Linked DNA regions of Mus musculus: all the other regions are linked to region 4. A link is a contact called in public HiChIP or PLAC-seq and promoter capture Hi-C data. All regions are on one chromosome and are shown on one strand. The core of a region is the stretch at or near the end of the contact, and the rest is flanking DNA. Distances in the headings are between cores, read along the strand shown. Region 1 overlaps Gm32184 (a long non-coding RNA gene). Region 2 overlaps Tmem170b (transmembrane protein 170B). Region 3 has its middle 3.4 kb from the start of Mir5124a. Region 4 holds the start of Elovl2 (elongation of very long chain fatty acids (FEN1/Elo2, SUR4/Elo3, yeast)-like 2). Region 5 holds the start of Gcnt2 (glucosaminyl (N-acetyl) transferase 2, I-branching enzyme).

Region 1 (3,429 bases), core at 580-3,079, 360 kb before region 4:
TGTAAAGGCTGCCATCATGGAGACAACACAAATGCCTTGTGTTGAAGTACCAAGAGCCCAGGTTTAAGGCCTGAATCAATCTCTCTCTCTCTCTCTCTCTCTCTCTCTCTCTCTCTCTCTCTCTCTCTCTCTCTCTGTCTCTCTCTGGTGAGTAAGGCAAGCATCTTTTACCTCATCAGTTCAGGCCTCTCTGTGCCCATTCAGGCTTCTTAGCAAACTTTTGGAGATGGTAGCTTCCCATCCCACCCAAATACTTTGACTATCATAAAGCAAAAGCAACAAGCATCAGCTTTGTCTCAGAGAATCACAGGCCCATGTGCTCAGGGGTGTCTTGTCTTTCTTTCTGAGTGCCTCTCTGTTTCTTCTTTTGGAAGGGTCTGAAAGTCGCTGAAGGAAGTCCCCAGACTCAGATAGTATGCAAAAACAGAGAACATTTATTCTGCAGAAACCAGCATGCAGGGGTCAACTGTTCTTGGAAATGGCGAGCCCAGACAAAGGCAAGCAGGCCTTCTTAAAGGGAATTAGGGAAATTTTCTAGAAGGATTAGGTAATCTAAACTTTCATTAGTGGGTGCTAGGGGGTCACAGATAGTCAGTGGTCTGCATTCCTATGTCGTGAATATTTAACCATGGGGTGAGATAGGGCTGCCCAGCACAGATTCTGAGATAAGATATTCTCCCATTCGTGTGGTTAGCAGCAAGCTCTTCCTTGGGAGGGGGTTTTATGACCTTGTTCCTGGATTTTATGGTCTGTTCCCTTATGGCCTAGTTCCTGGGACTTATGATCTGTTCCTGGAGCTGGCGCCTTATGGTCTTCTTTTCAAATTCAGGCCTGGTCCTTAAAGGGAAACAAATGGAGTTTATGTTGTCCTTTCAGTTTTTTATTTGGGGAAGGGAGTTTGAGACAGGGGTTCTGTAGGTAGCTTTGGCTGGATCACTGTGCACACCAGGGTACCTCAAACTCTCAGAGATCTGCCTGCCTCTGCCTCCTGAGTGCTGGGATTAAAAGCCTGTGGCACCAGACCACCCTTCTGCTCTCTCTCTCTCTCTCTCTCTCTCTAAAGATCAGTGCTTAAATGTATATCACATGTATATTAAGATATCTTTACTAAATTCCAACTCAGCACCATAAACTGGCCTGTCCTCTGAAGTTGTTTTCTTCATTGAAGTGATGAATCTTGGTTTAGCACAAGTAGAGGTCCCAAAACATGTTAGGGTAACTCCTTGATCTGCTGCGGGTGATGCTGGGCTTCCTGACAACGTCCCCACAAATGCTGACAATTTTCTTTTGTGGTTTTGATTCCACTGTTAAGATGTTTCTATTTGTTCATTCATTGTAAGTGTTCCTTTGAGTCCGCACACTGGTTATAATAGCACTTTATATCCTTAAATGTTAATTCCTGTGTCTGTGTCTTCATCCTATCACACTTGCCTTTTAAGACAAATTGTGTTTAGTGACATTTTCCTGTGTCTCTCTAAGTCTAGAAATGCGGAGTCCTTTGGACTGTAGTGTGAATTATCATTTGGATCAGTTGGCGCATAGTGTGACTGATTTTTAGGACTGGTTTCTGTTCAGTCAATCTGTGTGTGTTGATTTTTTGTTTTTACTCTTTGAAGCAGGGTTTTGTGTATCACAGGTGAGCTCAAACTCACTATATAGCTAAGGAGGGATCCTGAACTTCCAGTTTTTCTGCCTCTACCTATTGATTGCTGGGACTACAGGCCTGTATGGTATACCATCGACATTTATGTGGTATGGCATGAACCCAGGCCTTCACACACACTAGGCCATCACTCTACTAACTGGGCTAAATCCCCAGCCCTGTTTTTGACGTAAGGCAAGCAATTAGTTTCACTTTCATTTGATCACCGGCTATGTTTTTCCTGAAATGGGACAGCTTGAAACTCTGTTTAGTTCTTGCAGACTTAGCTGGCCTGTCCGACGTCCTCTCTATGCACAGATAGTAACAGAATGAACCCAGTCTGGGCCAGGCTAATCTACAGGACACCCTGCCCATGTGGTGGCCAGGGCTTCTTCCTGCCCAGACTTTCTCTTCTCCTTCTCCAGTTACCATGGTTTCCCAAATCCTGTTCCATAGCCAAGTCAGTAAGACTGGATTTCTTTTAGAATTTTACCCACTGTGACTAAGGCCCACCCGCAGACAAATATTTGTGTCAAAAAAGGAATCATCCTGCACCATTTCCTTCTTTCAAGTATAAATGTATTTCCAGCTTCTTTCAAACCTGTTGGTGTCTTCAGATTCTTGTAACTTCTATTTTGTGTTGAGATTATAGTCACCATCTGGCAATGGGCTGACCTGATAAAAGCGACTTCTTAATTACTGGAAACTAACTCGAAGTAACATTTTATTTACCAAGAAGTTAGTACTTTATTAATTTTTCTCACTAACTAAATGTAGTAGGCACCTGGTATTTATACTACATAAAATAATTTTCTCTACCCCCAAAATATTTATTAATTTATTTATTAATCACTCACTTCTGAGCATATTCCATGTCATAAGCACTGGTTGCATAAAAGTAGGTGAATTTCAGCCTTCTCTGACTCAGAGTCTAACGATGTACTGTATGTTACCAGTAATTGCCAGCTCGCACTTGGTGAATTATAGGTCCAAGGATATATATGGTTTCTGCTGCTACTGTTTTTATTTAAAGACAAGCCAAACAGCTCTAGACATGACTTCAAAGCGACTGCAGAATCAAATGTCAGTACATGCAGCCCCTCCCTTTTCCAAGAGAGTCAATGGCTCCAAAGAAATGGATCTGGCAACAAGCTTGACTACCTGCACATTTAGACAACTGAAAATAGTAAATCGCAGCTGTCAGGATATCAACCGTGAACTTCAGAAACGTTTCTGCCTAATAACATCTGGACAGGCAGCCTATATTTCCTTTTAAATAGCTTTAGAACTGAAGGCCTTAATATATAAAGTGAAAATGATTTAGTAACTCTCTCTGTCCTCCACCCAGTTCCGCAGTGATAAAAGAAGCCCACGTCTCTGTAAACAGTCACAGGAACATAATGATTTATTAGCATTCCAATTTCTGCCTTCTGTTTCTTTTCATGTCTTGACAATTCATGTCATAACTCCCTTAGTTGGCAGACGTAATGAGCAGATCTTTAAACCTGACACACTCCCTTATTTAAAAGCTACAAGCTATTTGTTCTGATGGAATTTTTATGACATACATTTACTGATACTTCAGTACATTCTAGGTCAGCGGTTCTCAACCTGTGAGTCAAAATCACTTTGGGGTGGGGGGGGGAACACATATCAGATATTCTGTGTATCAGATATTTAGATTATGATTTGTAATAATAGCAAAATTGAAATTATGAAGTAACAACAAAACAACTTCATGTTGGGGTCACCCCAACACGAGGAACTGTATTAAATGGTCAAAGCAT
Region 2 (3,635 bases), core at 816-3,315, 410 kb before region 4:
TCTTTCACCCCACCTACCCAGCTAACAGAACAACTGTCTAGGTAGCTTTACTAGTGGGTGTGGCAATGAAGGCCCTACCTTTAAGAGTTTTCTCTTGCTTCTTCTCATACTCTCCATAAAGTTATAAAACAAAATCTGACTGAAGAGCGCCCCCACCCATCTGTGGCCCAGAGATGCTCAGAAGTTTATGTCCTCAATGCCCACCCACAGAGGTTCATGTATACCTCAAAGCCCACCCACAGAGGTTCATGTATACCTCAAAGCCCACCCACAGAGGTTCATGTATAGCATATATTGCTCTTTCAGAAGACATGGTTCCGTTCCCAGTACCTATGTGACAACTAACAACCAGCTGTAACTCCAGTACAGTGGCTCGCAATCCTCTTCTAGCCTCTGTATGCACTGCATGCACAAAATTCACAGACATACAGATAGGCAGGCAATCTTTTAAAAAGGGAAAAATAAAAATATCTACTTGTTTTCTGTGGCCTGCAGAAAAATCTCCAGACTTCTTGACTAATCTTTCAAGATTAGCACTTACTCCAGTCTCTTCTTCATGACTCTCTGAGAACCCCAGGAGCTAGACCTGCGCCTGGCCGGTACTATATAAGTAAGGCTTTCCTCATATTCTGTGGCCAGAATCAAGTGAAAGAAAGAAGTCCCTGTGGAGAGCCCCAAACAGTGCAGTGCAGTGGTTAGGGCCCACAGTGTAGAAGACAGCCAAGGGGAATGCCTGCCCTGTGTGTCTATGGCTCAAAAGCAGCAGGGACCTAAGTCAGCAGCCATAAGCACAACCCGGTAAGAAAGCAGCTGAGGGGCTTCCGGATGCAACGGGGTTCTGCTCCAGCAGCAGCCCAGAAACCAGAACTAACTCTGAAGTACAGCGAGGAGCAGGGACAAGTTCACTGTCAGGAGAACAAAACAGGTGACAGGCTAAGGAAATCCACAAGACAGCTCAGCAGAAAACTGTACATTTCCTGAAGCAGAGAAATCATAAGTGGTTGTTGTCACAGGCAGATGAGCCCACAGACTCAAAGGCTCGATCTTCAGTGTCTATCTTCTTTCCTTAATAGACAGGAGGCATATTTAAAGCAGAGACTTCTTTTGCTATAAAGCACTTTCAGACTGAATCAGCCATGCCCCTTGCCAATGCCATTTCTCACAAATCCACGCAGAGCAAACGCACATAGTTACATGCGTTATCTGTCCGGTGAGTAAATCAACTCACCTTTGCCTTCTAGGCTGTAAGTGCTGAGGACCAGTCTACATGAAAAATAGTGTTTCTTTTACAATAACAACAGCACTTACCAAAGCAGTATTTGCATATAAAATTATATCTTTAAACAAAATAAGTCAACTTACTAGTAATCATTGCTCCAGTTACAGAAGCCAGAAACCCGATGCTGACAGCAATGATGGAGATCACTCTCCCCTGCCTGTGCCTCTGCAGCATCACAAACATCAGCACGCCTGCAGCACCGTGGACAAACAGAGAGGAGAAGAGAGCCCAGAGGAAGATCCAGTACCACATCTCTGAAAGGGAAAGAACAGTGTTAGTCCTGCTGCAGAAGTGTAGTTCGGAAGACTCAGCCAGCAAGCAGTGAGTACCCATGGCTGGGGAGAACCCTGAACAAGAGAGAGTGCATAAAAGGCCTCACCTGCTATCTGATCCACAGGAGAAAGGGAGTCAGGGACTATTATTAAAGCTAATTAAGGCTTAATGGAAGAATAGCTCCATGATCTCAAAAGGTGAAGGCCATGTTGTCGCTTCCTCTCCACATCCCATTTAGAAAGCAATCCATCAGCTTGCCTCCTGTAACTGTAATAATTTACCCAGGACTTTCACTGTGCTTTATGCTGTCTTCAACATGTTCCCAATGGACTGTTCACTGCTGACTTAACACACCACAGGGACGGAGCACACCCCCTTATGCCTCTCCAGCCTTCATTTCCTTTCTTCCAGGCCTCTGTTGCTTCTCACTATCCACACACTTCCCCTAGAGACTGATGCTCGGTACTGGTATAACTCCATCTCCCTGGCCACATCCAAGAGGCAGCAGCTGCTCTGTGTGGGGCTGAACAGTCCCTTTCTCTGGGAGATTTTGATTGGAATGCACTCACTGTTCTCCATCTCTGGGTAACTGAAATTAAACCTGTTTCCTTCACCACACAGTGCAGGCCACAGAACAGAAAGAAAGAAAGAAATCCACCAATGACAAGAGGCCACCAAGACTGTGTTTCAGCAACTTCCGAGGTCTATCATATTACTATCCTCATACAGAAGACAACATCCCAGTTTCTCCCTACTTAGCACCTGCTTCATGTGAACCAGTTCAGGAAAGTTTGCTTCTAACTGAAAAGCCAACCAGCATGTTTAGCCTCCCCTGAGAGGGTCCTCTTTGGTATGCAAACACTCTATGAGGAAGGGTCTCTTCTGCCGTTTGTGCTACTCGGACTTTCTGTCAAGTCATTATGAGAGGACACTTTTTAAAAGTAAGGGCTATTTTCCCAAACGTTATAGTGGAAATTTGTAACCATGCAATTACCATGAAAAACAGTATGGTAGTTCCTCAAAAACCCTAAGAACAGAACTACCATATGAGCCAATGCCATTCCTTGGTGGGTATCTGAGCTGGTTAGGTTTAGGACCCTCACTTGACGTGCTGCTCAGATCACAGTGCTCTGTGGCCTTGTCTGTGAGAGACTATCTGGATTGATAATTGCTTTGAGTGGGCACAGTCATTCCTAGACTACATAAGAAATCTAACTGGGGACTAGAGAGATGGCCCAGCTATCTCAAGTTCTCTTCCTAGCACCCAGCATGGTAGCTCAAGACTGTCTGTAATACAAGTTCAGGGGATCCATGCCCCTTTCTGGCATCCATGGGCACCTGGTGCACATACATATATGTAGGCAAAATACTCACACACATTAAAGAAAAGTAAGTAAACAGCAAGAAAGCCAGCTATCAGTTAGCATGCCAAAGTGAATGGGGAAATCTTACAAGGCCCCCACACCAGATGGAGAGCTATAGGCAGGCAACTGATGACTGTTGAGAGAGGGAAAAACCATTCTTCAGAAATTAACCTCATAATTGGTGTACAACACCAAGTGGTCAGCTCAAAAAACATAACACACAAGCAAAACTAGACTCAGCAGGTTCTGTTTATATGTATATACATGTATATAATGAAAAGGAGAAAAATGTCTTGGTAATTAGGAAAGAAGGGGGGAATGAAGGGAGAGAGAGAGGAGGGGAGGAAGGAATGGAAGGATTAAGGAAGGAAGAAAGGAAGCAAGCAAGCTAACTAGTATGTATTCTGCTTATGTCCTAGGAACTTCTATGAGGCAAGAATAAAGAGTGGTGGACTAACTCTTAAGCAGAGGAAATTTCAAGACAGCATAGCACCAGGTCTATGATGTGGCTATTTCTGATTACTCTGATGCAGGCCTACATAAAGAAAAGCAACAGGTAGGGCAGAAAGAAAAGGATGTGCGGCTTAAAGAGGAAGAATAAAGCAGCCATAAAGACATTTGAATTTAAAAAAAAAAAAGGCTGTGATTTTTAGAGAGAAAAGCATCACAAAAGGCAATCTTTGTGCCCTTCACTGGGAGAAAAGGCACTCGACAGCAAG
Region 3 (3,196 bases), core at 366-2,865, 350 kb after region 4:
TTACAAGTGGGAACCATTATACCTGACTAGGTTTCCTTTGGAGGGGGCTTTATTCTGTTTTCAGGAAGGGCCACCCTAAGTAGCCCTGGCTGGCTTGAAACTCACTAGGCAGACCAGGCTAGCCTCGAGTTCATGGTGATTCTCTGGCAACACAGAAGTCACAGAGGCAGAAAATCCTTGTATCTAAGGGAGCCCTAAACCACTGCCCTGCAGGGAGGAGCAGTAAAGAGTGAGGAGTTGGGTGGGGGGTGGGGGTGGGGAGATGGGGAGGGGTGGAGGGGACAAGCTCATTTGGGCTCAGTTCTCAGTACAGAATAGTTAATAATTCTAATAATAATAGTAATAATTATAATAATAATAATTGCCCTTTTTTTCCAAAGCAAAGAAGGACTAAGTGTAGAGCTGGCAGAGTGGTTTCTCTGGGAACAGCAGTTACTCAGGATTTCAAGTTGGAGCCAAACTACCCACTTGGACTACATTTTCTGGATATTTTAAATCGAAGCCTCCCTCACAGGGCCAAAATCACTCAGGCAAATTCCAGCAATGCTTTTTTTTTTTTTTTCCCCATCCTCCCCACTTTCCTAGACAGGAACGAAAAGCACATAACTTCACTCTTCAGATCCATGAAGAGGGTCGTTTGCCCTGAGCGGTCTGATGATGACTGAGAAGTCCCATGGGTCACCCACACTCCCAGGAGTGTTTTCTGAATGGTATCACACAGGTAGCAAAGGGCACACCCTTAGAAGAAGCCCGTGGGGGGCGAGGGCATGGGAAGATAGGACTCATTCCTATTTAAAAAACAAAACAAAACAAAACAAAACAAAAAACAAACAAACAAACAAAAAACCCACTTGGGCCAGAACTGAAAAATCCATTAGATAAACTTTCTGCAAGAAAAGGGAAAAAGCTGGGCAGTGGTGGCGCACACTTGGGAGGCAGAGGCAGGTGGATTTCTGAGTTCGAGGCCAGCCTGGTCTACAAAGTGAGTTCCAGGACAGCCAGGACTATACAGAGAAACCCTGTCTTGAAAAAAAAAAAAAAAAGAAAAGAAAAAACAAAACAAAACAAAACAAAAAAAAGGGAAAAAAATACGTCTGTAGACAATATTTCTAAGATGAAAGTAACAGTTCAATTGTCTCTGGGTGCCCGTGGAGCTCTGCATCCCTCTTGTAGTTACCAGAGTCAGCAGATTCTCAGATCCCTTCTATACCTTGGCATAGTAACCCACCCAGAGCCTAAACATCCTTTGCAGACTTTAAACCAGTTCCAGACGATTTTAAATACCTAATACAGTGTAAAAGCAGTGTAAGGTGTTTATATGATTGTACCGTACCGTGTGGGCCCTAGACTCTAGGGAGTACTAAGAAGGAAAGGCCAGGAGGCTGTTTCTCTGCTGTTGCCTGGTTTCCACCTGAGATTAGTTGAATTGTTTGGGCTGCAAAGCAAGCCTGCCCAGAGGAGTGATGGATCTCCTCCACCCTAATCATGTTCCTCATTCCACAAGCTTTTGGTACCGGTCGGGCTGAGGAGGTTAGAACAAAGTGTAGAAGTGTGGTCGCAGCCATTCAGTTTACGGCCCTCACATCCGGTGTGGGCAGGCCACACAGGAACCTATTGTAGGAGGAACTGAGATAGATTTACACAATGGAATGGAGGTGTCAAGAGGAGGGGGGAGGCGGCACAAGGAGGCGAGGGGGCGAGGCAGGGCGGGGCGGGGCGGGGGCTGGTTCTGGGAACAGAGAAAGGAATGGAGAGGTGACTCTGGCTGACTTTCAAGGGCAGCTGGTTGGAATGAACAGCAAAGATAAAGAGCATTCCTTAAAGGGAGAACCGAATGAACAAGGGTGTGGCAAACGGGTAAGAGTTTGTCTCTGGGAAGCAGAGAGAGGCTTTGCCCAGCTCCCAAAGTGCTTGCTACTCCTGGAGAGAAAAAAACAAAACAAAAACAAAAAACCAAGACCAGACGCCTGTGTCACCCCAGTGACCACATTCCCCTTCCTAATCACGAACTTAACCTAACGCCTCCATACCAAACATGTGTGCGCATTGTTTTTTCCTTAATCTTACCAAGAAGTTTTCGAATAGCAATATGAAACTCTCAAGAGCCAACAGTAAGAAATCCATGCTTGCCAGGCCGTGGTGGCCCACGCCTTTAATCCCGGTATTCTGGAGGCAGGGGTAGGCAGATCTCTTGAGTTAGAGGCCAGACAGGTTTACCGAACAAGTTCTTGAACAGCCAGAGCCACACAGAGAAACCCTGCCTCAACAAAACAAAACAAAACAAAACAAAACAAAACAAAACAAAACAACAATAAAAACTAAACAACAATGAAGAAGAAAGAGAAAAGAGAAAAAAAATCCATGTCTGCCCCCCTTTCTCTCTTAGCATCAAATGAGTTCCTACAACCGGCCAGGGTCAGTTTGGATACTGTTTAACCCTTCTTCTATCAGCCTTACAAAGAGATATTTCATCCTCAGAATCTGAGAAAGGGATTAAGCTCAGAGAAACTAAGTATCTTGCTTGAAGATCAACAGACTCTTAATGGTAGAGGCAGGCTTTAAGCCATTGTTATTGTGTAGCTCAGTGGTAGAGCAGTTGCCTGGCATGTGTGAGAACTGTGTGTCACTTTCAGCAGTACAACAGTGGTGGTGGTGATGATGGTGGTGGTGGTGGTAGTGATGATATGCCACCAATAAGTACCATCTAACTGGACAGAGTAAGCAGATGTGTAGGTTGTCTATGGAACCCACTCCATAGTCCTCATAAAGTCTAAAATGCATTTCAATTGGCAGCAGTGGCTCTGGTCCCTAACTCTCAGTTTCTTCCTTTTCTTCCATGTATTTTTTTAAGTTAATTTTTTGTAAAAAAATTAATCCATTTAGTATGTCTATATAGGTGGATCCTGGGAATTGAACTCAGGTCAACAGGTTTGGTGGTGTGTGCCTTTCCCCACTAAGCCATGTTGTTCGGTCTTCCAGCCTACCTACTTTCTTTCTTTCTTTCTTTCTTTCTTTCTTTCTTTCTTTCTTTCTTTCTTTCTTTCTTTTTTCTTTCTTTCTTTCTTTCTTTCTCTTTCTTCTTCTTCTTCTTCTTCTTCTTCTTCTTCTTCTTCTTCTTCTTCCTTCCTCCTTTCCTCCCTTTTCTTCTCCCTCCTCCTCCTCCTCCTCCTCCTCCTCCTCCTCCTCCTCCTCCTTC
Region 4 (3,271 bases), core at 709-3,208:
AAGGAAGCCTCCAGATCAGTTCCAGCTTTATTTCTTTGTTTTCTACAACCCAACCTTGTGATATCTCCAGCCATGGGGCCTTCCCATCTAATTTTAGTAGGACAACCAAGAAGGCTCTTCAAATCATTGAACGTCTTTAGGTTTTTCATCTCTACTGTCACTAATCCACTGGACAACAAAAATGTTAATTAAATACATTAAGATGAATCTTGTTTTGTTTACCTCTATGCTGGCTAGTTTTATATCAACTTCACTTGGAGACATTTGGAAATAACACCCCCCCCCCAAATGAGAGAATATCCTCACCAGATTATACTGTGGGCTAGCCTGTGGAGCATTTTCTTGGTTGATGATTCTTGTAAGAACACCCAGCTCACTTTGGGTAGGTCCCTGGGCTGGTGGTCCCGAGTGTGCTATGGAAGCAGGCTACAGGAGCCTGAGAGGAGCCAGACAGACTTTGACATGGAAGTGTAAGGGAAATAAACCCTTTCTTCCCCATGTTGATAAAGGTCAGGGCATTTTATCGAAGCGATAGAAATCCCAACTAAGACCAGAGGTTTATTCTGGCTCGTGTCTCCAAGGTATGGCCCATCATGGTAGCAGGATTGATTGTGAAAGCAGTTGATCTCGCTGTGTCCACAGTAAGATGGCTCTGTCAACATTTGGAGTTTGTCTTTTCCACCTCATCTGAAACTCTCTGGAAACATCTTCACAGACATGTCCAGGGGTGGGTCTCTTAAGGTGATTCTAAAACTTGTTGACAGGAAAGACAAACCATCACAGAAGGTGTCCAAGGAACAGATGCTTCAGATGAAAATTACGGGGGGGGGGGGGGGAAGGACATCAGCTAGTGCCTTTTCTTCCCAGTTTTGATGATGGTGGGTACTGGTTGCCATGGAGATAAAGTGAGTCCTGGTTCTGGATTGCAGGGGTTTGTGGTTTAGCACTGTCTCCTATTGGCTCCCAGTCCTCTCTAAGTTCATTCAGATACACTGTCCGGGTGTGAACTAGAAGCTATGCAAAGAAAGAGAGAAGATCTGTATTTCCAAGTTTTTTTTTTTAAAGATCATTCTTATCTTTGTCCACAGAGGTACCTAACACCTATGTATGCATTTCAAGTTTACCGCATCAGCTATCTAAGAAAAATGCGCGCTCATTCTGAAGGCAATGTGAAAAGTAGTCATTTGACACTCAAAGGCCTGGAATCTAGTTCTGTACACCATTAACGAAGCATTTGAATAAGCCATCTGAGCCCCTGACAGCCCCTCTGGAAGCAAACTCTGAAAAAGTCAGTTTAGACAGACTATTGGTGCTCATCTGCTCCCCGTGGCACCCAGAATGAATGGTTATCGTTTGCTTATTTGTTTGCTTATTTGAAGCAGGGTCTCACGAAGCTCAGGTTGGTGCAGAACTCCCTAAGAAGCCAAGGCTGATCTTGAACTCTTTCCTATTCCTCCTGGCTCTGCTCTCAAGTGCTGGGATTATACAGGTGCACCAACCCAAGACCAGACCAGCCCTTGGTCATCCCCTCAAACCCGTGTGCCCAATTTAAATCATCCGGCGCGCTCGCCCAGCCACTCCCCAGGAGTAGCGGAGGAGCTGCTGGTGGCTTCTCCAGGAGCCTGATGCTGTGATAGACGTGCGCGCCCAGACTCCTGCAAAAGGCGCCAGCTGTGCTTGCAAATCCCAGCCCGGCCGGCAGGGGTCGCCGCGCCAGCGCCGGCGGGGGGGCGCGCGGAGCGGGGACGCGCAGGCCTCTGGGGGGCCCACGGCCTCGCGGCCGGCGCCGGGGCTCCTCCCACTCCGTGGTCCCCTCCGAGGGCCAGCGGCGCGGGGCGGAGGAAACGGCCCGGAGCGGGCAGGGCGCGGCGCGCGCCCGAGGGGGCGGGGAGGCGGGCGGCGCGCGCCCGAGGGGGCGGGGGCGAGTGACTAGCGCGGGCGGCGCGTGGCGCGGCGCAGAAGGAAGGCGGCTACCCTGGACAGCGCATCGCGGCCGCGCGGCCATGGTGAGTGAGTGGGGGGCCGCGCGCCTCGTCCCGGATGGCGGCGGACGTTGGGGCCGGGGCGTGCGGGCGTAGGGTCGGGGCGCCGGCGGGTAACCGGGCGCGGGGGCGTGTCGGCGCTGCAGCCGGGGCCCAACGCTCTCCCCCCCACGAGCCGCTCGCCGAGGGACCCCGCGAAACCCGGCGCCTGGGCACAAAGGCGAAGACTGTGTGCTGCTGAGCTCGCAGGGAGCCAGCCGGTTCCTGGGCAGGCAGCGATCCCAGCCCTGAGGGAGCTGAGGCAGGAGGATTGCCGTGAGTTCGAGGCCAGCCTGGGCCACGGTGAGACACCCTGTCTCAAAAGAGCAGCTCCCCGTTAAAGAGAGCGGCAGATCCTGCGTTTGTCTTCAGATCCGCGTTTGTCTTCATTGGTCTTTGTCTTTTCGCAAGGGCTTGCTAAATATGTGAAGGGCATGCCCCTTTCCTTGTCCCACCTGACACGGGGCAGCCCTAGATTGTCCCCCCTCTTCCCACACTGTTTTCGGCTCACCATCTCTTCTTGGTTGAATATTGTCTTAGCACTAAAATTCCAGCCCACCCCTTTTCTATTGCCTGCCCCCCCCCCATTTTGTTTTCTCTATTTAAGCATGCTATAATCTGGGTTTGTGTGTGTGTGTGTGTGTGTGTGTGTGTGTATTGAATGTCTCCCTCACCAAAATGCAAGTTTTGGTGAATAGTCTTTGTCTACAGTGCCTGGCACACATCATTTATTTTTTTAAAAAAAGTAGAGGAAAGTACTTTATGCTATGCTAAGTGGGAGGTAGCAGTCTCCTTGAAGTGAACCACTACAAGAACTGTCGACTTAATAGGAGCGATCAGAATCTAAAGTGCTGTGTGGGAGGAGAAACACACTCTTCTCTTGGACAGGAGGGACACACTGAGCAGAATGTTGGTGGCTGCTTCATGCTTCCTCGGCCACTTGAGTATCCTGACATCTGAGTAGACAGAGCATTTTTAGTGCTAACTGGTTCTCTCTCTCTCTCTCTCTCTCTCTCTCTCTCTCTCTTCCATAGTAGACAGAGATTTTAGTTAGGGAAAACTTCCAAGAATACTTCAACTCAGTGAAAGTCAGTGGACATTAACCTGTAGCTGGCAAGGGCAAGCCTTACAATCTTTATCCTAGCTCACTGCAAGCTCAGTAAGCATTTTCAAGTCTGTGACCAAATCAAGTGATATCACTTTTGAGAAATGGGGCAGAGAGGCAGAAAGGGTGGGGGTGTAGGGGGGGC
Region 5 (3,267 bases), core at 306-2,805, 330 kb after region 4:
TTGCATGAACCATGAACTCTCACATACCTGGAATCCTATTGAGCGTCACCCAGAAATGCTCATCGGGACTGAAAGTATCTTTGGACCAATGGAGCAAATCAACCGCCCGTGGGTCACGGAGAACAAAGTTAGCAAACTCTCTCGACAGGGCGACATAGGCAGAGCCAAAATAAATGGTGAGGTTGTGGGGAGGTGGGGGCTTCAGAGCCGTGGTTCTGATCACGTAGGAAAGCTCTTTGCTTAGGTGTTCCCGGTGGACGTACCTGGTCCTTCCAATGGCGTGGGCTGGAGGCAGCACCCCGGGAGTGAGGTTCTTCCCCTTAAGCCCTTTCAGGTACTGAACTATCTCCTTGTTGGTTTTCAGGGGGAAGTCTTGTCCACAGGTGTTGATGGCGTACTTCCAGGGGACCTCGGAGGTGGACAGGTCTTTGATGCAGTTCAGGTCAGCCTGGAGCCGGGAGATTCCACCATAGACCACCGGCTCCATCTTAGAAGCCAGAAAGGCATTGGGGAAGCAGCTCACTAACTGTTCCACGGCACCTTTGAATTCAGCTGTTGCCTTTTCATCCACGTGAACACAGTAGATATTTTGAGGCATGAAGATTGCCCTGAAGAGCCTTGCAAAGGTGTCAAAATTGTGATGGATGACCATGACATACGCCAAAGGAAAATCGACCTCTTCCTGAGATAAAGGGGCAGTGATATAGTGGCTTTGGGTCACATATTCTGTGCAAGAAGGCTTCTCGTGAATCATTAGTTTGTTTCTCCACAGGAACCGGCTTTTCCCGTCGATGAAAGATGAGCACACTTGAGCCAGCATCACCGAGTCTGAGATGTTCAGCTTCTGGTAGCTTTGATCTCCTCCAAAACTTAACACGTAGAGCACAATAAAAACGATGACAGTAGTCACAGACACTATGAAGAAGTAACGCACGGACGGAGGCATGCCTCAAAGAGGGTCTCCGATGTCAGAGTCCGTCAAGCTTGGCCAATCCCTTCTCGGACTTACTTTTTCCTGGGAGCTCTCGCTGTGGTACATGCTCCAGTCAGTGTGAATTGCGGCTGTTTTGTCTCCCGGAGCCCAGCAGCGAGCTCTCTCCTGGAGCAGATATTAGAATCTGATCCCGCCTCTCTCAAACCTCCTTTGTCTAAATCCTAGCAGCAGGTTGCCGAAGCCCAGCCTTTTCCTCCTCCTCTGGCCTCCCAGTTTGCATCTGCTGACTTTTACTCTCCCTGCTACCTCTTTTTCAATTGAGTTTCTCACCTCCCCTTTCGTTCCTTTCCTTCGGGGGTTTCTGCTAGCTCTTTCCTCTTGTTACAATCGGCACGGCAAACCCCAAAGTGGATGGGATGAGCCGGGCTAGGCGTGTGAAGGGTTTCCTGCCTTCCTCCACTGCCTCTCTCTTCTGCTGTGTTACCTACTCTCCCCAGTGTGCCAGGCTAACAACCCAGGGGATCTAAAAGAGCCTCGGTTCTGTTAGTGGCTGTTTCGGGAGACTCTACTCGAATGACACAATCTGAAATAAAAGCACACCTCCTCCATCCCAGCTCCATTGTAATGTTTTCTGGCCCCACCCCACCAGTTTCCAAAACATGAGCTCCCAGGAGGAGGAGTTCCGGTCCTAAGGGATCTGACCGGGCAGAGGTGGGGGGGATGGGGGGGGAGTGACTTTGACTTAAACCCCCCTCTCCTCGTACTCTGGCCTCTGCCCTGGTGTTACAGAATGTACAGGTAGTGAACTGTACGGTCTAATTTGGATGAGACCTGAAGACTTCACAGAAAAGAGTTGAATCCTGGCCGCGAAGGACGTTCAGATCTACATCTCAACCAAGAACCTTAAGGGTTTAAGCACCCAGAGACCACTCGGGAGCTCTCCTATACTCTTGACTTTATAGTCGAAACAAAACAAAACAAAACAGGGTCTCAGGCAATCCATTCTGACCTGGAACTATCCTCCAGCCCCTACCTCCCAAGAGCTGGGTTTTCAGGATCTACACACTCACAACCCAGCTTTCCACCACCTACATTTAGATGCAGTTTTAAGCAGTGTCCTTTGGACTGGGGGCTGCCTTTCCATTTTCCTTTGCTAGTTGTCTGCATTTCTCAAGTGAGAGTCTGTACCTTGTGGGTTGACTTGCAATGGGAAATGAGTTTGCATTCCAGCCTGTGAAGAAAGAGTGCCCTTCGGTGCCCAGTCTTCCTTCTGCAGTCTAGACTAGCACAGCATGCAGAGTCCTTCCAAGTAGGAACTTGAGATTCCAAGCGCCCAGACTCCAGCCCAATGGCATGCCATGTCCTGAGCTACAGTTTCATTCGTCCAGATTTTATTTACATGTTTTGTTTTTCCTGTTTATATATTATTTTTCTTTCCTCTTACTAATCCTCTTCCTGCACCTGCATCAAACAAATATTCTGAGAAACCCTCCCCTGGGCCTTTAGGTCAGTTGTGAAAGAAAATGCAGCCATTTTGTAAAGTGGTTCACTCTCCTTCAAGTTATCTTCTTTGGTGTAGGGCAAAGGACAGTTCTATCTCTGTCTTCATCTTTTTTTTTTTCAAAAATAACACTGTTAAATATTAGGTTATTACATCTGCTGTGTCTTAACAACAGAGGGTAATTTTGTCATCAGTAATTTCATTTTGGCAATGCCCTCGGCTTAGAATGAATACTGAAATAGTTGCAGCCTGACAAAGCATTCGGTACACAGATACATAACTTAATTATGGTAACTGAATCTGTTTACATTACCCTTTCCAACTGGCCAATAGCACGGAGGTTCAGATTTGTGCAGACTCGGGAGGGGAGGTGGAGAAACACTAATGACATTACTTTATTACGATATACAGATACTGCCCAAAATAAGAATTTTCAGAATGCTTCTGAATTCAATCCAGAACTGCCAATGATGCTGTTCACAGGTTCAAAAATGTAGCTATTGTTTCTCTTTTGCCTGCCCTTGGACCAATTTCCCCAACTCCCAGTTCCAAGATTACAAATCCCTCTAGGAGAATGTTTTGCAAAACCAGCTATCATATTTGAAGATGCCTGTTACCTGGTACTTCTGGTCAGGCTGCAGTCCAGCCTGCTTATCCAGAATGGAGACTGTGAGCTCTTTGCTCCTGAAACAGGACGTCGCAGCCTTCCCTACTTGCCTTTTCCTTCAGTCAAGGACAAAGTTGATACTTGCAGCCTTAGCAACCATGCCCCAGGTCCTCACTTTGGAAGCAATTACTCCTGACCTAGCCAATTAATCAGGCTAGACAAGTC

The links. Promoter capture Hi-C pulls out the DNA fragments that hold promoters and counts their contacts. HiChIP or PLAC-seq counts read pairs in DNA pulled down with a chosen protein or histone mark.
Region 1: a promoter capture Hi-C map of pre-B cells shows a contact between it and region 4. The contact joins the enhancer-like site here to the promoter of Elovl2 in region 4. A contact is called at or near these places in 10 of 39 promoter capture datasets (the 3T3-L1 cell line, the C10 cell line, the HPC-7 cell line and 7 more), 1 of 15 datasets of contacts at CTCF or cohesin (embryonic stem cells), 2 of 484 Hi-C or Micro-C datasets (embryonic stem cells and palatal mesenchyme), 6 of 115 datasets of contacts at active chromatin or transcription factors (acute myeloid leukemia, bone marrow-derived macrophages, embryonic basal ganglia and 3 more) and 1 of 9 other capture datasets (adipose tissue).
Region 2: a contact with region 4 is called in a promoter capture Hi-C map of pre-B cells. The contact joins the enhancer-like site here to the promoter of Elovl2 in region 4. A contact is called at or near these places in 16 of 39 promoter capture datasets (the 3T3-L1 cell line, 3T3-L1-derived adipocytes, the C10 cell line and 11 more), 1 of 15 datasets of contacts at CTCF or cohesin (large pre-B cells) and 3 of 9 other capture datasets (adipose tissue, embryonic stem cells and liver).
Region 3: a contact with region 4 is called in a promoter capture Hi-C map of the HPC-7 cell line. The contact joins the enhancer-like site here to the promoter of Elovl2 in region 4. A contact is called at or near these places in 9 of 39 promoter capture datasets (the HPC-7 cell line, cranial neural crest, embryonic stem cells and 5 more), 7 of 484 Hi-C or Micro-C datasets (DN2 thymocytes, group 2 innate lymphoid cells, liver and 1 more), 16 of 115 datasets of contacts at active chromatin or transcription factors (bone marrow-derived macrophages, craniofacial prominence, embryonic basal ganglia and 8 more) and 3 of 9 other capture datasets (adipose tissue, liver and macrophages).
Region 5: a contact with region 4 is called in an RNA polymerase II HiChIP or PLAC-seq map of embryonic stem cells, with 9 read pairs. The contact joins the promoter of Gcnt2 here to the promoter of Elovl2 in region 4. A contact is called at or near these places in 3 of 39 promoter capture datasets (embryonic stem cells, maxillary cranial neural crest and stem cell-derived epiblast-like cells), 1 of 115 datasets of contacts at active chromatin or transcription factors (embryonic stem cells) and 1 of 9 other capture datasets (liver).

Annotation. Positions count from the first base shown.
Region 1 is chr13:41,582,336-41,585,764 of GRCm38.p6, reverse strand. The region is part of intron 1 of Gm32184 (a long non-coding RNA gene); the gene reads left to right. Among named protein-coding and RNA genes, the nearest start is that of Tmem170b, 22 kb to the left of the region's middle. Within about 2 kb of position 1,829, at least 99 of the 459 cell types and tissues checked have an H3K27ac peak or open chromatin away from gene starts, as enhancers often do. A contact at or near this core is called in adipose tissue, bone marrow-derived macrophages, hippocampal neurons and 1 more, where this site is marked.
Region 2 is chr13:41,625,876-41,629,510 of GRCm38.p6, reverse strand. It overlaps Tmem170b (transmembrane protein 170B), which reads right to left. Exons shown (of 3, transcript NM_001163572.2): 2 at 1,363-1,533. Among named protein-coding and RNA genes, the nearest start is that of Gm5082, 21 kb to the left of the region's middle. Within about 2 kb of position 2,065, at least 38 of the 459 cell types and tissues checked have an H3K27ac peak or open chromatin away from gene starts, as enhancers often do. A contact at or near this core is called in hippocampal neurons and pre-B cells, where this site is marked.
Region 3 is chr13:40,867,605-40,870,800 of GRCm38.p6, reverse strand. It overlaps a transcript of Gcnt2 not described here. Among named protein-coding and RNA genes, the nearest start is that of Mir5124a, 3.4 kb to the right of the region's middle. Within about 2 kb of position 1,615, at least 134 of the 459 cell types and tissues checked have an H3K27ac peak or open chromatin away from gene starts, as enhancers often do. A contact at or near this core is called in the HPC-7 cell line, adipose tissue and embryonic stem cells, where this site is marked.
Region 4 is chr13:41,219,090-41,222,360 of GRCm38.p6, reverse strand. It overlaps Elovl2 (elongation of very long chain fatty acids (FEN1/Elo2, SUR4/Elo3, yeast)-like 2), which reads left to right and starts at 1,958. Exons shown (of 8, transcript NM_019423.2): 1 at 1,958-2,006. The coding sequence starts at 2,004.
Region 5 is chr13:40,885,046-40,888,312 of GRCm38.p6, reverse strand. Gcnt2 (glucosaminyl (N-acetyl) transferase 2, I-branching enzyme) reads right to left here and starts at 1,555. Exons shown (of 3, transcript NM_008105.3): 1 at 28-1,555. The coding sequence starts at 946.